Linked DNA regions of Zea mays: region 1 is linked to region 2. A link is a contact called in public Hi-C data. All regions are on one chromosome and are shown on one strand. The core of a region is the stretch at or near the end of the contact, and the rest is flanking DNA. Distances in the headings are between cores, read along the strand shown.

Region 1 (6,133 bases), core at 1,830-4,329, 200 kb after region 2:
CGCGCTTCGTCGCACGATAATCCTTTTTAATTCCATTTGAGTCACGCATTGTGTGGCGCGCTTCGCCGTGCGATAATCTTTTTAAATTTTCGTTTGAGTCGTGCGTTGTGTCACGCGCTTCGCTACGCGAAAATCCTTTTAATTCACCTAAGGTCGCGTATATTAATTTAAGTGTGTAGTGTAACAACAATTGATCAAGTACCGAACTAATTAAGATCTAGTGCTAATTTTATTTACGCGTTGCACGAATATCAACTAATATAATTATGTTGAGATAAGTATTTTAATCCATAGCTGCTTAATTTAATCGCTATGTCTCTCGGTTGTAGCTTCGACCGTCGTAGTTTCTTTTCTCGCATAGTCGTAGACGCGAGCTTTGCGCCACACATCTGTTTAGTTGTTATATTTTATTGTGTGATGTATTGTTTATTTCAATGTTAAGAATGTGGAATGCATGTTTGAACTCGTATAGATAACAGTCCGTTGGTGGAATCCGAAGAAGTTGTAGGCGAAGACCCTGAGCAGCAGCTGGTTGGTGAAGGCAAGTATCATCTAACCTATATATGTCTTATACATTTTATAATTCATCTCCCCACATTTACATAATTTATACCTAAGGATTGACTAGTCTTTGTTTATCATGTCCTTGTTTACCTATTTGGCTTGGATTATTTCTAGATTAGCTCTATGCTAGCGCATCACGTTAATCAATAAATATGATGAGATTATTTATGATACGCGGTTTACTTTTGGAAATGATGATGGCATTGTGATAATTAAGGGGGCTCGCGTAGTTTCTCGAGTGCCTCTCCATAAGGACTGGTTTGTTGGATGACCACCCGGGAAAACAGTACAACCACGAGGGTGGAATGGGACGCCCTTAGCTGATTAATTAGAGGAACTAAGGTGTAGTTTGCTTCGCCGTCATGCCGTCAATGGGGTTCGGTGTATACGTCTCGCTCTGCCGATGGTGGTTTGCCCCTTGGGGAGGAGTGCGGTACATTTAGGAAACCTAATGGGTGGCTACATCTCAGAGGATCTTTGTAAAGGCTTTGTAGTGAGACATTGTTAGTTCACCTTGGGAGTGATCAATGGGGAGTCATGATCCTCGGGCAGATTGGGAATCACGGCTCGTAGGTAAAGTGTGCAACCTTTACAGAGTGTTATGAAACTGATATATCAGTCGTGCTCATGGTTATGAACGGCCTTGGGAGCTCCTTTGATTAGAGATACTATGTTTAGAGATGATAAGGATAATAGTGGTTTTAATGGTGATGATTATTATTATGGATTTTTGTGTTCTTTCCATTTGGAAGGAGTACCTTTGGGTTAATAACTTGGGTTTAATGCTAAAACCTGGCTCTCTACTAGTAATAATTACCTGACCAACTAAAAGAATCGCTCTGAGCTTCACCCCACATACAGCTAGTCCACTTTAGCTAAATGGGACAATTGCTGAGTACGTTGATGTGTACTCACCCATGCTTAAAACACTAAAACACTAAGTTGTCCACATTGCAACCCCTGCTCAGGAGAAGATGAAATCATGATGGAGGATTTCCAAGAGTTCCAAGACTATGACGAGTTCTAGGCGTGGGTTAGCGGCAAACCCCTAGTCGGCTGCATGTGAAGGTCGTGTATTACTACGTTTCGTTTCTGCACTTTGGTCTATGTTTAAGACTCCGTGGATGTCTCGGATATCGTGATGTAATCAAACCATTACCTTCTTTATGTTCTTATTTGAGCACTGTGTGATGATATCTGGTTATGTAATTGTTGTGTACGTGAATTGTTGATCCTGGCATGTACATGGTTCGCATTCGGTTTGCCTTCTAAAATTAGGTGTGACAGTCGCGGAGGATCGTTTTCGTCATATGATGTAATTATTTAGCTATTTTGTACAGAACTCCTATTATATAATAAAGATGTGGTATTCATTTCTGTACCATGAGTCATCATATGTGTGAGACTTGATCCTAACACACATTTGATTCGTGCTTAGGTTTGCCCTTAAATCTGGGTGTGACAGGTGTCGGGCTATTAACACAGGGGGAGGAGCCGGGGCAAGGGATAGTGCGTCTCAGCTCTACATCTTGCTTGACGTGCCATCACAACGCAGAGGATGTCGGATGCCCTATCGAGCGTGCAGACGAGCTTGGGCATGGAGCGGGAGAGCGTCGTCGGGGTCGTGGTCCAGGTCCACAAGGATCTTCGCCAAGTAGATGTTTCCATCACACGTCGCTCTGAATCTCTCTCTTTGCTCTCCGGTCCATGATTCCGGGAAAGGAAATGGGGGGAGGGTGTGATGGTAGTGGTGTCTAGGTCGAGCATCAGAAAGCAGCGAGCATCTTCTCAAGATTTGCTGGTGGAGCTTTGTAGAAGAAAGGAAGGGGAGTGAGGATTTTTGTTTTCGTAGGCATATGTCAGGGAGAAATACATGTGTACATTCGGGTTGTCCGATCAAGCCTGAATTTATTTCGGGTCGTGTCGACCCGACCCATGGGCTTAGCCCTCTTCCTGGCACGTACTCCCTCCGTCCTAGGATATAAGGCATAACCAATTTTTTGTTCTTGTCCCACAATATAAGGCGTGCTCTCTCCATGCATACGTACATCGATGTGGTATAGAGACAATTAAGTACATTTCTTGGTATTTAAACCAGAGGTGGTTACGCCTTATCTACTGGGACGGAGGGAGTAATTACTTAAACGTGTCAGGCTTATTTCGGGCGACCTGAAATTCAATTTTATTAGTATGATATGGTTTAGAGAGACCATATAGAGTAAATCGCTACGGACCCAAAATTATAAAAAAAACCTGAAAATAAATTTTATTAGTATGATATGGTTTAGAGAGACCATGTAGAACAAATCGCTACAGATAGATAAATATAGGATGAGACCATGCTAGATATAGCATGAGAAATTTAGAGAAGTTGGATGTGTTGGCTGGCTGGCTGGCTGCATCAATCATCATCACGGAAATATATATGCCGTGACTTGACTACGGCACTGATCACGCGGGCCCAGGTTCGAGCGGGCACCACACGTCAGGGTCGTAAACGATCCGTGGAGATTTGTTAGCATTTCCGGCTGCCTTTTTGGGAAAAGAGAGTGAGGCAGAGGCCCGCGGGGCCCACGCACGCAGCCGTTCCATGCACGCAACGCAAAGCGCCATCCATCCCCATGCGGCGCCCACACAGAAACGCCGCGCGGGCAATGGAGTGCCCTGGCCCCTGGGCCGAATTCCTCGTCTTCCTCGAGCCTTTGTTAAATGTGCTTGCTATTACTATTTGATTAGCTAATTTTTTTCTTATAATATTGATTAACTGATTATTTTCTTAATGTGTAATTATTTTTAAAATAAATATTCAGTGATCCAAACATCCGATCGCTTTTTGATTAACTAATTCTAGATTACTAACTAGACCCTGAAAATTTTAAATATAATGCTGATTGCCCAACAAACATGAAGGATGAACCGTCCGGTCCATAAACGGCAAAGCTGTGGTCGTGGTCTCGTGGAGTATGCGGGCAAGCACATATTCACACCGCATACCAACCAATACTATGTATACTCGGTGTCGCTTGTTCATCCAGACTCTCTAGATGCATTGACTAAGGGACGGCACACAGGATCTAGCCATGTACCTGTACACTACTACAGTAAACCTCTGTACAGGCGGTTTGGTTAGCCTCTACACAGGCGGTTCCAGGAACCGCTTGTGGTGCACCGCCTGTGATGTAAAACAACATCACAGGCGTTCAATCAAAAACCGCTTGTGATAGACACACATTACAGGCGATCCAGTTTAAAGGAACCGCCTGTGATAGACACACATCACAGACGGTTTCTTATCCTAGCCGCTTGTGTTAGCCACACATCACAGGCAGGGCCGTTCCTGACATTTCGGGGGCCCTGGGCGAAAACTTATAAGTAGACCCTTTTAACTCATAAATATATATAATATGCATATATATAATTATTATTATAAACATATATGTTGAAAGGTTAAAAATACTATTAACTAAATTAATAAAACTTACTTGGCATATTGGATCATCTTATAAAGTTTCTTCAAACATTATTTGATACAAAGACATTGAGTATGTTATTAATATCGATGTATACTATTTCAATCTTGATGACATGATATAACTATATATGTTGATGTAATCGTAGCTTGGATCTCATATAACCGTAATTACTTGGCTGGAATTAGGGCAATTTGGAAATAGGAAATGACATATACCGTATGCTAGTAAAGTGTTGGTACATTGCTACGGTTTCTATTTACGATTAAGTATAGAATATAAAACATAAAGACATATGTGTTCTATTGGCTAAGTGAGTGTAAATGTTGGTTTAAAGCCAACAACCATGGTTTGAATCCTCATTATACATAAGTTTAACATTTTTCATTTAAATATAGAATGCACAATGATGGTGGAAATCATGGAACAAGAAAAAATGGTATTTTAATATAGTAGAGACGTGAACGTGATCGTAGCTTGACTTAGGCCCCGTTTGGTACTTTAGTCCAGGGACTAAAGTTTAGTTAAGAGACTAAAGTTTAGTCCATATCCTATTTGGTTATAGGGACTAAAAATATTCAAAATGTATTAAATGGATCATAAGATGACGTGAACGTGATCGTAGCTTGACTTAGGCGACGTGACGATCCCTCTAATAAAGTTGTTTGGTTCTGGGTCAAGGGTTGGGACTGGACTATCCTAGATTTGTCCCAGTTATCCCTCAAAATTGGAGGGACGAGAGAGGACGTCAGGGGACGTCCCTATCCTGGCTGTCTCGTAACCAAACGCATAAATGAGACTAAAATGGAGTGACTAATCTTTAGTCCCTCAAACCAAACATGCCTTTACTTATTTGGACCGGTCAACTAACAAAGCGAACGTTGTTTGTTTAGGCTGATTAAATCAGCAAGTACTATACTTAAATATATACGTGAGTGGGGGCCCCAACATTTTGGGGGCCCTGGGCGACCGCCCGGCTCGACCACCCCCAGGTACGGCCCTGATCACAGGCGGTTTTTAATATAAGTCCGACTGCATACAATATAAATCACAGGCAGTTTTCAATATACAGATTCATATACAGAATTTTCAAACACAGATTCAATACACAGATTATACACAGATTATACACAGATTGCATACACAGATTTATACATATCAAGTTCCATAACATGTTCCATACACAGATTCATCCACATATCAAGTTCCATCGTCATACATAAATTTATACACATATCAAGTTGCATAACAACTCAACATCTGAAAGTTCCATAGACAACTAAACATCTAAAGTTCCTAACTAAAGACCTAAACACTGTGTGATATCGTGTACAAACTTAGTTCTGGGAATTGTTGCAAATTTCCATTTGTATTGTAGAATAGCCCTTGTTGATGAAGAACTTCACGACGCATAAAGTAAAGCAAGTCTCTTACAACCTTAGCCACGCCGATGGAAACCATATCTCTTTCTAACCATTCAGCATTGATCTTGGATTTAGGAACCTGCAATGAAAGCAAAAAGCAAGCAGTGCTAAGAGTAATGTGATGAGCAACAATATAACATAAAAATTGCAACATAGACAATGATAGCGAACTTACATCCTCACGATTGACCATGTAATGGAAGGTGACACGACACCATTCGCATACATAATAACCGCACAGGACAGTACCCGGAGGTTGTTTGTCACCATATGGAAATAATGATATTGACAAATTAGCTTGACCTCTAGATGTTTGCCGCCAAGATCTTTCCAATAAAAACGGTATGCACTGCATATAAGAATAGCATTGTGAGATTAAGAATACATTTGTTAAGTTGTAATAAGTACAAGTGTGCAATAATAATCATACTTCTCTAAAATCTTCAAGAAGTCATTATATGTAGCCTTTTCCATTCTCAGTGAGTCGAAGACCACGACTTTACCATCCTTTGGAAAGATCATGATACAAATGTAGTGGTCACTATATAGACATAGACGAAAACACATGTTAAGATCACGATTGCCATAATTTATAGTTTAAAACCATGTCAAGAACTTACTTAAAGTGGTGCGGAGCTATTATTAAGTCCTTGCCATGTTGTACATGATTAATGG
Region 2 (6,397 bases), core at 2,349-4,848:
GGGGTCTTTAGATGGAACCTCCTCCACTAAGGAGGACACTGACGCCGCAACTGTGACCATCAAATCCACTACCATCCCTGTTAGAGGACATGGCACTGTCACAGTCGACGATCACAACCGTCGGCACCAAACTCTCATTTTCGATGACCTCACCTCCGCACAACTAACGATTCAGCACACAACCAGTAGGTGAGGCGGCCTCCGCTGCGTCAGCCCTCCCACTCGTAGGAGTCTGGGTTAGATGGAAAATAAAGATATGATTGGATAATGATTAAAATAAAAGGAAATAGGTTCTTTTAGAAAAGAGGAGTTTAGATCCATAAGGATTCTATCCTTATATTTGTTGGAGATCAAGCGTAGATTGCTTAAAGGTCAAGCCCCTCGGGACTATAAATAGAGGGGTCATCTAACCTTTCAAATCTTAAGCATAAACAAGAGCCTGACTCTTCTCTTATCCCTCTTCCCCTTCTAAGCCTTGGTCTTCTCCCTTCTCTCCCTCTGTTCCGCGGCCCTCCTCCCCTGTGCCTGCCATGCCCTAGCCACTGCCCTCCTCGCTGCGCCTCTCGCTCTCCCTGTGCCTCCCTGCCCTAGCCACTGCCCTCCTCCCTGCGCCTCTCTCTCTCCCTGTGCCTCCCTGCCCTAGACACGCGCCCCCTCCAGCAGCAGCAGCTCCCTCCTAGTTAGGGCTGTGAGTACGTCACAGATGCAGTAGTCACCTAGAAGGGATAACCAGAAGTAGAGAAATGGAATATAATAATAGAATGAAAGCTAACTGGCAACGATAAACACAGGAAGATTTTCAGTTGTCTCTGCATGTGAATTGCCTTTTCCATTTAAGTATTTGTAAGGATTTTCACTTGCTGAGCATGAATTCTCATGTCCTCTAGCAAATGGTTTATGTCTTTGTGCTATCATATTACATATACTTGGATTGTGAAGGGAACTGGATACATGTGAAGATGGCATCAGTGGTATACTGGTGTTAGCCTGTTAGGCGTTGCATGCCTGGGCCCAAGTTATGCATCACATCTGAGTTAAAAATCTAATTTCTTCGTTGTTGCCATTAGTAGTGGCAGCAGTCTGCAGTCAACTAGTAATTCCATCTGTTGAATTTCTGATCTTAAGTTACTTTCTATGCCTGTTTTCCATAGATTTTTATGAGAGGTTGACTCAACTTACTATTTGTGCTGGTATAACTTAAACATCTTTACTCTGATGCAACAAAATAGATGTATCCTGGTTACCTCCCAACTAATGCCCCCTTTGGAATGCGGGAATTTTCCCTATTTCCTGTGTTTTTTTCTGCGAAAATAAATTGATTCCTGTGAAATTTCTGTAAGATTACTCTGAAGTTCCTGTATTCTAAAGGGGGCCTAATTCAGCCTAGAACAGTGATTACATGAAACTATGCAAGACTGCCTTCAGAGTGGTGTTATATCTAAAGATTTGTTAAACTACTGCTTTATTAGTACCAGGTTTGAACGGGTGATCAGGGCTAATGACAAATTGAATGGCTGAAAATACTCATTACTAATTTGTGAATAGGTGAAAAGATTGGGAAACATTATACAATCATACAACTCCAAAAGTTCAAAGTCTGTGCATGCTGTCTAGATAATTCTTTTTAGAAGAATGAAGAGCATCTTTGTATCATTTTATATAGCATTTGTTTGATTCTTGAGTTTGATCTGAATAGTATAAAATACTATTAATTTTTAATATGGACATCATTTTCTATTATATCTTCTGTAATGTTCTCACACATAAAAAAGAAAGAAGGTATTACTATCTTAACGATGATATAATAATAAGCTAGAGCTAGAGGTAGCACCAGTTAAAGAAAAGTTTGGCCAACATTGATTGAGATGGTTTGGACATGTCCAACGAAGACCTCGAGAGCATGGTTATTAAAGCGGTAAAACGTTAAAACATTATGAACTAACTTTTAACTTTTAAACGAATGTTAAAACGTCTTTTCAGACTTGACATAGAAATTCAAATATAGAATAAGTTCGTACATAAGTTGAGTTCACAAACCAAATAGCATAAAAAGAAACAGATCAAGTTCAACAACACAAGTTCAACCACATAAGTTACAACTTTTATGCATGATCAGTAACCATCATCGAACTCATTAATATGAAGACCATGAGCATCCACACCTTGATCATCACCATCTTTTTCACTATTGCTTCCTTCAATTTTATCTTCCACATCAAGATCATCAAGAATATATTCCTCATCCTCGTCATCTTCATTTGCTAAATTAGTCTTCTCTTCCTCAAGGTCTTCATTCCTTCTCACACACCCACCAGCAGCTCTCCTAGGAAAATTACGACCTCTGAGATGTGCAGATGCACCAATAGCTTCATCAACTTGGTTGCGCAAATAGAGCTTGAATGATTGATCCACTGGTGGGCAATATGGTTGCACAAAATCAGTACTCACCAATATGGTCTGCTGGCTGAGGAGAGCAGCGGCTGCCGGCTGGGCTGCTGTGGGCGCCAGAGAGCAGCGGCTGGGGCGCTGGGCTGCTGAGGGCACCAGAGAGCAGCGGCTGGCTGCCTGGCTGAGGAGAGGAGAGAGGAGAGAGCGGTGGCTGGCTGTCGCTTAGGAGAGGAGAGAGGAGAGGAGAGCGGCGCCTGGCGCTGAAGAAGAGGGCGGCCGGCTGTGGCTGAGGAGAGGAGAGCAGAGCGGCGGCGGCTGGCTGAGGGAGTGAGGGCGCGGGCAGTGCCTAGGAAATGACCTAGAAAATGCTAAAGGCCTAGGACGGATAGAACGTCTAAAACGCTATTTGGACGCTTAAATGTTGTTTAAACACTTGAAACGGACGTTCTACGCCCTAAACCTAAAACGTTCAGACGTTTCAACTTTTAAACATGTTTTCTCGTTTAAACGATGTTTTAATAACAATGCTCGAGAGTTATTAGTGCATAGTAGAATCCTAAAGCACGATAGTAATAGAAAAAGAGGTTGGAGAAGACCAAAGTTGACATGAGAAGAGACACTAAAAGAAGACTTTTAAAAATAGAATATATCTAAAGGTTTAGCCTTGAATAGGAGCGAATGAAAAACAGCTATGCACATATTTAAATCTTGAATTGTAGTGTGTGATGGGTTTCAACTCTACCCCACCTCAACTAGTTTTGGACAAAATGCTTTATTGTTGTATCTATCATCACAATCCTTGCGTATCTATAGAAATCACTTATGGAATAAGCAAGCAACGTTAAATAGCCATTGTGTATTGAACTACATGAGTAACTACATCAGTCTTGTCTTATTCTTATATGCAGGTGATCTGACCCTTCCATTGAGTTGAATGAAGTAGCCTGGAACTGTGGTAGTTCGTCTTTTACATCTTAAGCTGCTGATAGACTTCAAATAAAATCTTGTCCAAGAAAACATTCTGTGAGCGTACATGTTGTCGTCGAGCTGTGTAATTGAGCAAATCGTCAGATTGAAACTCGTTGTCTGCCTTGTTCTTCAAATACCGCTTATCCAGACGGTGCTTTTGTTTTCACTTTTCCACTGCATCTTTGCTCTGCAAGGATACGAAAGGCATCATTGGTTGCTGTTGACTGTTACAACGTCGTTATCAGTGGATTAACTAGTACATTGTAACCAGATAACGACGTTGCTGGATAACGACGTCCTTCCCGGCTAGTACAAAAATACCGAATTTTTTTTATTCAATCCCTCCCAATCGTTTGACCTTTTAACCTTATGTTTGACTTTTTTAATAATTATTATTAATTTTACTGTGGTTAATATGACTTCAATTTTTTTTTTGTTTTTTCTAAAATATTAAATAAGGTAAACCAAATTTAGTAAAAAAATTAAACGAATTATAAATTAGGACAAATGGCCCTATAAATTCAGCCTTATTGAAGTATGATATATTATTCTATCTTTGAAAATCAATTTGGAATAAAGCATTTCTAAGCGGAACGATGAGATTTTTGAGAATTTAAGCAAACGATTTGAACCACTTGTTTGTTCTCTATGCCCTATGAAGCCAGACGCTCCGGTTGAGTTTAGAAAAATAAGCTTTTTATAATAAATATTGGTGTTCCGCTTGCTTCTTGATCCGAGTGTAAGGAACGTGAGTGAATTAAAGAAATTAAGTTGGTGTTTGTGACTCCTACATGTTTCGGGAGCTGTAGTTTTATAATATAAATTTAAATGATTTCAAAAACATTTTAATTTAAATAACAAATAGAATAACTTATTTAATCTAAAGGTTTTAGGGTTTATATTTAAATAATAAATAAAATCACAATTTACTAGAGTAGCTATTGATCTTGCTCTACCGACTCCAAATTTTTTGGAGCTAAAGCCAACCCAAACAAAGCCTAAAGCATAGTGCATACTATCATTTAGGGTGTGTTTGGAAGAAAAATATTTTAAAACTATAGGTTTAGAATACTACGGTTTTAAGATGTCATGACACAACCGTAGTATTTTTCCATCACTCTTAGCAATACGTGTTTAGAGACAAAGTATCTTAAACCATGATATTGAGTATACATGTGCAAGGCTAGTCATAGACAAAACTTTGGGTTGGAGTAGAGTTTCAAATACTCCAAAAATACTATGTTATCTACAAAATCATCATATTCAAAATAGAGTTTTGTACCACGTAGCCAAACACCTTTTGGCAAAAATACTATGGTATTATCCAATAACATGGTTTTACCTCAAAACTTCAAAAATAGTTTGCTCCAAACACTCCATTATATATAACAAGCGCAAATTAAAGACATCATCTAGAAGAATTTGTTAGCATCTGGTTTAACCCTTCATAAAAAGGTTCCTTAACAAGCAACGCATGTGTGGGCTAAGTGAGTCGGTACACGCATGGCTTGTTTGCTTGATCGGTATATGCATGTTGGACGTGTTTACTTAGGTATATACATCATTTACTTAGTTATATAAATCAGATATAGGGGTATGGTTATTCAAATTTAAAAAGACATCTAAGACATATACATTGATATAATGGAGTGCATATAAGTTTTGTATGTTATTTCTTAAAAACTTCTTAAAACACGGCTCATTAACGAATAATGATGATTGTAAAAGTGAAGCTGATCTTTAAACTTAAATAACCATATCAAAGATATAACTTGACGAAAATATGATTTATTTATATTTTTTACTTACCTCTAGAAACCTCAAAACATAGTGGTATATATCCTTAGCTGAGTGGCCTGTCACGTTAGGAAACCAACCGCCTCAGGGGCTGACCGGTCAGGTACCCTTGTCAAAGCAAACATGCTCAATATACCAAAAGTAAAACAGACATAAAAATAGATTATTAGGCTATCTTCAACATCTTACTCGTCTCTACCTCTTGTTGGGGGCCTTCTCCTGTCGAAGGAATAAGGAATACAATCTTTGTTCTGGAACTTCATCTCGACGATATAAGCCAAAGAGAAAAGAATAGCTTCGACTTCACGATCTTAATCCAAAGCGGGTAAAGAAGGGACCCACCAATGCATGCACCACGATTTCGGGAAGAAATGAAGATGCTACCACTAACCGTTTTCGTAGCTATAGGTACAAGGTTCAAGGCTATGACACATAGTTGTATACGAGCTCGTCCCTATAAATAGATGGACAATACATAGACACAGTGTAACACTTTAAATTTGGGGTATAAAATTTCTTTTCTCATCCAACAAATTCAGGTGTTACTCTCTCATTTCTTTGCTTTCCCTCTCTTTTCCTAAAAATGGAGAATTATTTTGTTTTATATTAGCATAAGCCTAGTGGAATAAGCCGTTGAGACACTTTGGTTGTTGCATTTGTGCAGTTGCACGATGTTTCTAAGTGCAAAATCTGTTTGAAACATGTAAGTATATCCTATAGAAGCTCTCGGTAGATTTTTCATATTTTTCGAAATATTTTTTTATTTTCCGGAAGCCAAAATCTATTTGTTTGAGATACTTAAAAATGTTTTTAGAAACTCTAAATATGTTTTTTGAGTTCATTAGGTGCCAAAACATTTATAGGATTTTTTTCTAGAATTTTTGGAAGCATCTACAATATTTTGAGCACAAAATATAGATTTCTAGGCTTTTATGAATTTTATAAATGGTAAAATCCGAATTTGACCCGAATTTTCATCTCGTCCGAACCCTATATATATGCCCGACTTCTCCTCGTTGAGCACGTTTCAGAGCATGAAACCATTTTCTCATATTCAATTCCCAGCTCCCGGAATTGCTCGCCGAAGTTCGGAGTGGTTCCAACTTCAGCGAGCAATTACTCCCAATCCGTGCATCATCTGTGGAATCTGTGGGCACCACTGTATTTGTCTCGTCGAGGGCTTCGTCTCGGTGCGTTCGGTTCGTCGATCGGACCCCCGAATCTCCGTCAATCGACTATTTTC

What was found. Hi-C and Micro-C count contacts between places; a contact is called where the count stands out from the background.
Region 1: a Hi-C map of leaf shows a contact between it and region 2, with 4 times the contacts expected there. The contact joins two enhancer-like sites. A contact is called at or near these places in 3 of 25 Hi-C or Micro-C datasets (ear, leaf and tassel).

The regions. Positions count from the first base shown.
Region 1 is chr5:45,880,357-45,886,489 of Zm-B73-REFERENCE-NAM-5.0, forward strand. No RefSeq gene overlaps it. Among protein-coding and RNA genes, the nearest start is that of LOC100381608, 33 kb to the right of the region's middle. Within about 2 kb of position 3,080, at least 17 of the 20 cell types and tissues checked have an H3K27ac peak or open chromatin away from gene starts, as enhancers often do. A contact at or near this core is called in leaf, where this site is marked.
Region 2 is chr5:45,675,758-45,682,154 of Zm-B73-REFERENCE-NAM-5.0, forward strand. It overlaps LOC100191555, which reads left to right. Exons shown (of 3, transcript NM_001294148.1): 3 at 3,297-3,582. Among protein-coding and RNA genes, the nearest start is that of LOC100191555, 7.2 kb to the left of the region's middle. Within about 2 kb of position 3,599, at least 4 of the 20 cell types and tissues checked have an H3K27ac peak or open chromatin away from gene starts, as enhancers often do. A contact at or near this core is called in leaf, where this site is marked.